2 separate regions of the Zea mays genome follow, and region 1 is linked to region 2. The links are chromatin contacts, called in public Hi-C maps. All regions are on one chromosome and are shown on one strand. Each heading gives the region's core, a stretch centred on a gene start, on an enhancer-like site or on the middle of the called end of the contact. The rest is flanking DNA. Distances are from core to core; before and after follow the strand shown. Region 1 holds the start of LOC100283201. Region 2 holds the start of LOC100276828.

The links. A called contact is a pair of places that touch in the nucleus more often than the background predicts.
Region 1: a Hi-C map of bundle sheath shows a contact between it and region 2, with 4 times the contacts expected there. The contact joins the promoter of LOC100283201 here to the promoter of LOC100276828 in region 2. A contact is called at or near these places in 2 of 25 Hi-C or Micro-C datasets (bundle sheath and leaf).

The regions. Positions count from the first base shown.
Region 1 is chr3:195,398,361-195,402,054 of Zm-B73-REFERENCE-NAM-5.0, forward strand. LOC100283201 reads right to left here and starts at 1,627. Exons shown (of 4, transcript NM_001156103.3): 1 at 1,474-1,627. The coding sequence starts at 1,496.
Region 2 is chr3:194,995,992-194,999,894 of Zm-B73-REFERENCE-NAM-5.0, forward strand. LOC100276828 reads left to right here and starts at 2,240. Exons shown (of 4, transcript NM_001150537.2): 1 at 2,240-3,157. The coding sequence starts at 2,390. It also overlaps the pseudogene LOC100501353.

The DNA.
Region 1 (3,694 bases), core at 377-2,876, 400 kb after region 2:
GTTAAAGTTCACTGTACAGCTACAGCAGGAACTGGTCAGCAACTCTATGTAAAGGAAAATATAACAAAAGTCTATATGATGGCCTTTTCATTTTGCCATATTATGGGCCATTTTTCCCGGAACGTGTTTCATACAGAGAGTTTGAGCCAATAGTTTTTATCCTCATAAAGAATCGCTTAGCTGGCTAGAGATGTGGAGAGAAAAAAGATCTGAAGCATGACTTGCACATATGAATGAGCCATTTAACGGTAAAAAGCGTTTTTTTTTTTTGGGTAGGGAACCCACATCACAAAAGGGGGGCATCCACCATGTCAAAAGAAAAGGGCGTATCCAAATGAATCACGTATTTTTTAAAAAGAAAGGCAGAGTCATTCCATTTGATTTGTTATAAAAGGTCGCAAATACATGCAATGGAGGAAACATCCAAATATCCTCACAACATTTTTGTGCTTATAGGTTAGAACATAGAAACTCTCATCTGAAGGTAAGGTTAGAATTTCCGTTTTGGTGTCAGAAAAGGGGAACAAAGCATTATATTTATATATTTTGGCTGCCACCGTCCAGGGTTTCATCTACAATGTTCACTTCCAGATCAATATGATACAGGCAAGTGGATGTGCTAAGCGGTTATTAAACTTTGAGTAGTCCAATTAGTAGCATATAAACATAACTAGCTATACATCGATGTCGATCTTTTGAAAACAGAATAGAAAAATTGACAGCTAGGCATCTTTAATAGAATAATATGACGAAGAGCATATTTGGTCTGGAAGCAAGCACCTTCTTTTCAATAATCTAACCACAGTTATGAACTTGACGGGCTAAAACAATAGTGGCACTAATTTCTTTTGCCGGCCAGTCAGCAAGGCTGGCAAAATTGGACCTCCGGTGCACAGATGTGCATATAGAAAAGCATAAGAAAGGGTGGGCACGACTAGCGCCGGAGCCCACCACTATTTGGTCCCATTAAGTAGGCATCAATTCCGTCAAGGACACAAACCCACCGTCATGATTGATCGAGACCATGTGTCCTGCATATGAAAAGAAGCACGGAGCACTACAAGTGCAGCACATCCCACCCACTCGTTTCTTCACCAACAATAGTAGAAATGGGTCGGAACGGAAGTAGGAACTGGAGGCATCCTACATCTGAGTTCCTAAAATCGACGGTTCATCTCGAGAATTCTTCCCGTAAGACTAATCTTATGTGAGTCGATCACAATCTAAACCCTAGCAATCAAGAATAACACCGTGAGCGGCACTGGACAGGTCTTAAAGGCACGGATATACAATCGGGAAGAGGAAATTAGAACCTGAAATCAGGATGTCTTTGTCTAACTTATATATACAAAAAAAGAGGGGGGGGGGGGGGGGGGGGGGGGGGGGGGGGATTTTAAGGAGCGGGCGACGGAAACCAAGGGAATAACCATGAATTCCAAAAAAAAACTAAGAAGGGGTGGTGGCGATGCTTACACAACGTAGATCTTAACCGCCATTGGAGAGGTCTCGGAACTCCTGTGACCAGACCAGAGGGAGATGCGGGAACTCCTGTGGGCGGGCTGGGGCAGAGCTGGGGTTGTTGTTGTGTGCAATGTATCGCAGCACCTGCTGGCTTGGTGGTGGTGGTGTCAGTTTCCGGTAAGTGGAGAGAGTATTTATAGGCAGGGGTGTGATTTCCGTGTATCGCAGCCGCAGCACCTGGCTTTCTCTCTTCGATTCGATTCGACGCCAAGGCTCATTCAAACGCTTCGCTTTGGCTGTTTTTCCGTGTCGACTCTCTCGGACGGTCTTTTCCTACAACTTTTTTTGTCGTAGTACATATATGAACCGGCTGGTGCGACGGTTGGACTCGAAACGCCGGATGTATCTCACGGAGACGGAGGACACGCAAGCAAAACAGACCAAAGTTCACGTCAGTGGGGTTGAGTTCTGACTGACGGTTTTAGGGGAAACGATTTCCCAGATCTCGTAAACATTGGTACAGGGTCCTCGGGGTTTAAAAATAGTTACAGCACAATTTTGACGCAGGAGCCTCGCACTACGTAACTGACAACGAGGATTTTAGTTCATAGCTATACTGTATAAATTCTAAATTAGACTGTGAAACTGAGCGCATCCGGACAGCTCTTTTTAATCTGGGCCTTGAGTAACCAATAAATCAATATATATATATATATATATATATATATATATATATATAAAAGAGATAGAAGAACAATGTGCACATGGATGAACGGCTGGCGCTGAATCATCCTTTACTCCTTTATTACACACACCTACCCCTGTTATGAATTTAAGTCAAAAAGATTTGGCACACAGTGGATGCTGTTAGCTGGCTGCCATTTCGCTGGAGGCTGGACCTGTCCTATATGTGTATGTATTGGTATGATCCCAATACGCAAGCCTCTGTTTGACGCGCATGTGGCGTGCGTGCGTGCGTATGGGACAGCAATGCATGACGACTCTGCAGGTAGTTTGATTGTCCTGTACCTCCGTCCTCCGCAGCCGCAGCTGGCTTCTTTCATTTGTACGTATAAGTCTGCAGATAGGGGAGGGAGTCCATGGCCGAGATGGTCTTCCGGGTCGTTGTCTCGTACCGTGTCCCGGACTTCCTGCGGTACGGTCTAATCTAATCCAAAGGATCGCTACCCGGTTGAATGTAATATGCAAGAAGGTGGATCCATCGATCCCAGATCCCACCGCCAGGAGGGTAAATAAATCAACATTTGATAATAGTATAATAATTGTATATGTGCAGGTAGACAGAGGAAGGGACTCTAGCCGACGATCGAGTCAATGCATGCTGCCGGTGCCAGCTTGAGAACCAGGCGCACGGCAACGGCGTCGCACCCGGTAGTTGATACCGGCGCCGTCGTCGTTGGCATGGCAGCTTCCCCAACCCCGGTTACAGTTGACCACAGAAAGGAACAGGCCTTGCAGATGAGGTAAGCACATCGCCAGCGTGACGACCCAACAAGCGGCCACCAGTTCCGCGCGTCGGTCGGGCAGAGTTGCATCTTGATCAACTAGTGGCTAACGCGCGCCTTGCGCGCGTTATTTCTAAACGTTTGTATAAATTTAAGTAAAAGAGTTTGTAGGGTGCAATATTAATAATTCTTTGTTACGGTAATAAAACACTTGTATAAATCCTAAAACTATTTCGAAACTGTTTATCATACAAAACATTGCATCCATCATTCACTTTTTAGGTAGTAGATATCATGATCTGAAGGGCAACTGTTTATGCATATACTATATCAAGTTATAAAATGATGATCTTCCGTAGTTTTATGCCATATTTAACGGGCCTTATCCAAAATAAACAAAGTTGTAGTGCTTCAGTTGCCTGTATAGTTGAGTAGCGTGGTTGAGGGGTTATGTACATATGTTTAAGATTGATAGAAAAAGATGGGACACTGCAGATAAGTGCTGAAAACGTGGTTTTCTTGTGGTCGCATGCATCATTCTTGGTGGCCTTTTTGGCTTGTAGAGTCTATGATGTGTAGTGGTTCTTGTTTGATTCTGTAAAACAAAAGTATTAATTTATCAGTTGTCAGTTATTAAACAATGGAATACTTGTGATCTGTGTAAAAGTATATATGCAAGCAATTAATGTTAGTATTGCTATACGTGTATACTAAAAGTTTTTTTGTACAAGGTGTTATAAATGGTATGTATATACCTTTTTTTAGTA
Region 2 (3,903 bases), core at 990-3,489:
TGTACTTATTCCTAAGTCTGGTCTACTTAAAAAAATTAAATTGAATGTCCCACCACTCTATTGTATTTTTTCTATGAAATTGTACCTTACTTATGAAGATTTCCATTGATTTTAAGAATATTGTATTTGCACATGTGTATTTCATCTCAATTTCACTATTTATTGTTCAAATCATGTTTTGTAGTTAATCAATATGACTTGCATCTTGAAGATTTTATAAATAAATGCCTCACATCGTGATGATTTCTTTATATATGTCAGTACTAAAAAATTGACTTGATCCTTCAATGATCCCTTCCCTGCTTAATCATGTGCATGTGCACATATCTGAGGGAACTATCCTACAGCTCAGGCCTCGAGGGCAAACCACCTTATTCTCTTTGTGTTTATTTTTGGGGCAAGTAATTCTTATCTTTTGATCCTTACTGGTACTTCACTTTCATACTTTCTATTACATATTGAATCAGCTCTCTATTGAACAATGAACACACTCATTCACCATTTTATATGTATCTATATGTCATTAGGATAAGCTTTCTGAGGCTTATTTGTTTCTACACTTATATATATTGCACTTTTCTATACTGTTTATTTACTAAGATAAAAGTTTTGTCGTGTTTTCTTACTTGTCACTTGTTGCTGCTGCATTCAAAACAAGCTAACAAGTTAAGGCGATTAGTTTTGGTATGGGGAGTGGAAAATTGCCTATCGTTTCTGGTTTTAGCTGTCCATGCCATTCTTGATTAGAAAATGTCAGGCCACGTGCGTTGTTGCCCACCTCATTGACACCATTGAGTTCTAAAATTCACACGCACTAGGTACATGTCAATGTCTTCCATTGAAATCCCTTGATATCCGTTCGTTTCGTTTTTTCTTTGCAAATTGGAAATCATATTGATCGGTTGTAGTGGATCCATTGAACTCATCTCATACAAATTATTGATTTCTCTCCATTCATATAAATTGATTTTGAAGTCAAATCTCTAACTTTGACCATATTTATAGAAATAAATTGCTTTCTCTGCATTCATATAAATTCTCTACCAAAATATATTGTGTGAAGAATCTGACAAATAATTTTGATGTTCTAAATGTTGGTGGATTTGTCCTCTATTCATGGTCATGGCAGAGGCAGGGGTGTGAGGAGCAGATGGATTACGATGGCTGCAGTGGGGAGGAAGCATGAGGTACAGCTCGATGCAATATTTCTGTAGTTTTTGGCGTCACGAGACATGGTGTGATTTTTCCTCTCATCGAATAACATGGTGCTATTTAGCATAGAGATTCTCTGTGGGTTTCCTGTTCTCATTTGTTGGGTAAAACTGATCTAGATACACGGATGTGCCTGAGAAATCTATTACTAACTTGTTTAGCATGGTCGTTAGGAAATCTGAAACCACCCATCTTATTTTGATGTAGCCATTCTCTTGACGCTTTTCGTAATCCTACATCTACCGCTTATGTTTGTGCTTGATACATTATGGTCGTTAGGAAATCTAAAAAAGGATGAAGGTGTGTTGTAGGTACGTGGTGGGGGCAGATCGGAGGAGGCCGACCACGGGTGCGAGTAGGTGGAGCACAGTGAGAAAAGGAAGAGGCGGAGGAGGCCGGGGCGTGAGGGAGAGGTTGTGGACGCTTGACGCGTGTCGCGACGTGAATCGTGGCGGCACCGTGAAGCTCGGAGAGCACAACAAAACAGTCGTCTTTTAATAATTCTGATATACGAGTCTTCAATTGCACAAGCTAACTAATGTTCCACAGAGATATGGGGAATGATCTGCATGGTCGTCACTGCTCGAATCGTGATGCCAAGGGCAACGGTGAGGCTTTCAGCAGGCCGAATATGGTTCTCCATGCCAGATCAAGCACTCTGCTTCCTTGGTGGGGCCAACTCAATCTTTGCTAACGAGAAACTTCTCACAACCGCGAACAACGACTTTGACGTGGACCAGGCGATGTTTACATTCTGTTCACCTATATATGCCTATGCTATTTATTGACTCAATCATTGTAGCAAAAAATTATATTGCACTAGCAAATATGATGTTTTTATATTCTCTAGCAGATTTTTAAGCTATGTAAACCTACTTAACTTTTAAAAAATACACGTGAGCATAGAACGATAATTAATGCTTCTACATCTTAATGTATTTTATCATTACACGTTTACTCCGTAGCAAAACACGGGCATACACCAGTCTAGTAATAAAATAGAAAGCACTTATTAGATATTAGTTTCAATTCGTAGGATCCAAACAGGCCTTACACATCTTTCTTTAAGTCTTATAACCCAGTCTTGTGTGTGAGACACAAGGTTCATCGCGTACAAAAGTAGTCACAGACATATCTCCCCTCTGTTCCGAGAAGCAAACAGAGGCCGAAGCCAAAGATGACGAGGACTACGCAGCTCGTCGCCGCCATCGCGGTTTCCTTCCTGTCAGCGGCGGCCGCGTCCAACACCACCACGTCACTCCAAAGCCTCGTCGCCGAAGTGTCGCAGTGGCGGGAAATCCACCTGGGCGGCGGCGCGGCGGCGGCGCATGGCGTCCGGCCGAGCACCGTCGTGGCGTGGGCGCTCTCCTTCCTGGCCGCGTCCGTGTCGAGCGCCGGCGGCGTGGGCGGCGGGTCGCTGTTCCTGCCCATCCTGAACCTGGTGGCGGGGCTGAGCCTGAAGCGCGCCACTGCCTACTCGTCCTTCATGGTCACCGGCGGCGCGGCCTCGAACGTGCTCTACAACCTCGCCTGCACGGGCGGCGGCGGGAGAGGGAGGCTGATCGACTACGACATCGCGCTACTGTTCCAGCCGTGCCTGCTCCTGGGCGTGAGCATCGGGGTGGTGTGCAACGTCATGTTCCCGGAGTGGCTCATCACCCTGCTCTTCTCCCTGTTCCTCGCCTTCTGCACAGCCAAGACGTGCCGCGCGGGGGTCAAGATCTGGCGGTCCGAGAGCAGCGGGTGCGGGTCCGGGGCTAGGTCCTCGCGCGGTGGACACAGCCACAGCAAGGAGCCCCTGCTGCCCCGCGGCACCAGCGACGGCGACGCCGAGGGCGGCGGCGGAAATGGCGCGGGGTTCCCGTGGGGAGACGTGGCTCTGCTTGTCATCATCTGGCTCTGCTTCTTCGCCCTCCATGTCCTCATTGGCGATAAGCACGGGAAGGTACGTACGCATGGCTCCTCCCATCAACTCACCGCACTTCGACGTGTTCCGTCGCGCGTGAGCCTCTCGATCGGCCTGTAGTATGGCCATTCCCGGAAGTACAGACATCGAACATTGTAACAACGGGGCGCCTTTACATATGGATTGGAGGTAATTAGAAAAAAAATTAAAAAAATGACTTGTTTGAGATTTAAACACACCTAATTTAATTCAATCCACCATATGGATTAAGGATGAATCGAACAAATCTTAATTGGGAAACAGATCCATGAGAAGCACAAACATAGCAAGAAAGTAAAGTAATGTGCCTTTTCGTAACTTGGGCTTTTTTTTGCAACTTGTACATCATGCGCCTTCTTTCTCTCCATAATAATAGCGGAAACGGAAAGTAGTGTGTAGTGCCTAGCCCTGTTTGCATTTTGCTTTTCTGCTTTGAGTGGAACGTCTCGGTCATTTTTAGGCGAGATAGTAACCGGCCTTATCGTGCTGCCACCTTTTGTTTTGCCTCGTCTCGTCGGCGTCCTATCTAGATCATGCTTAGATCATCTCGTATCCTCTTCATATATTTCATATAGAGATAAAGCCAAAGTCTAGAAGATTGCCAAACTGGATTTGTCCAGCCACTAATCTAGTCTAGTGGAAGGTTCGCGTCAAATGCATGCATGTTTGTGGCAGCTAGCTAGGCCGACTTGCGCTCTGGGCCATTTCTGAATCCTTTTATCCGAGTCCTAACATCTTGTTTCTCC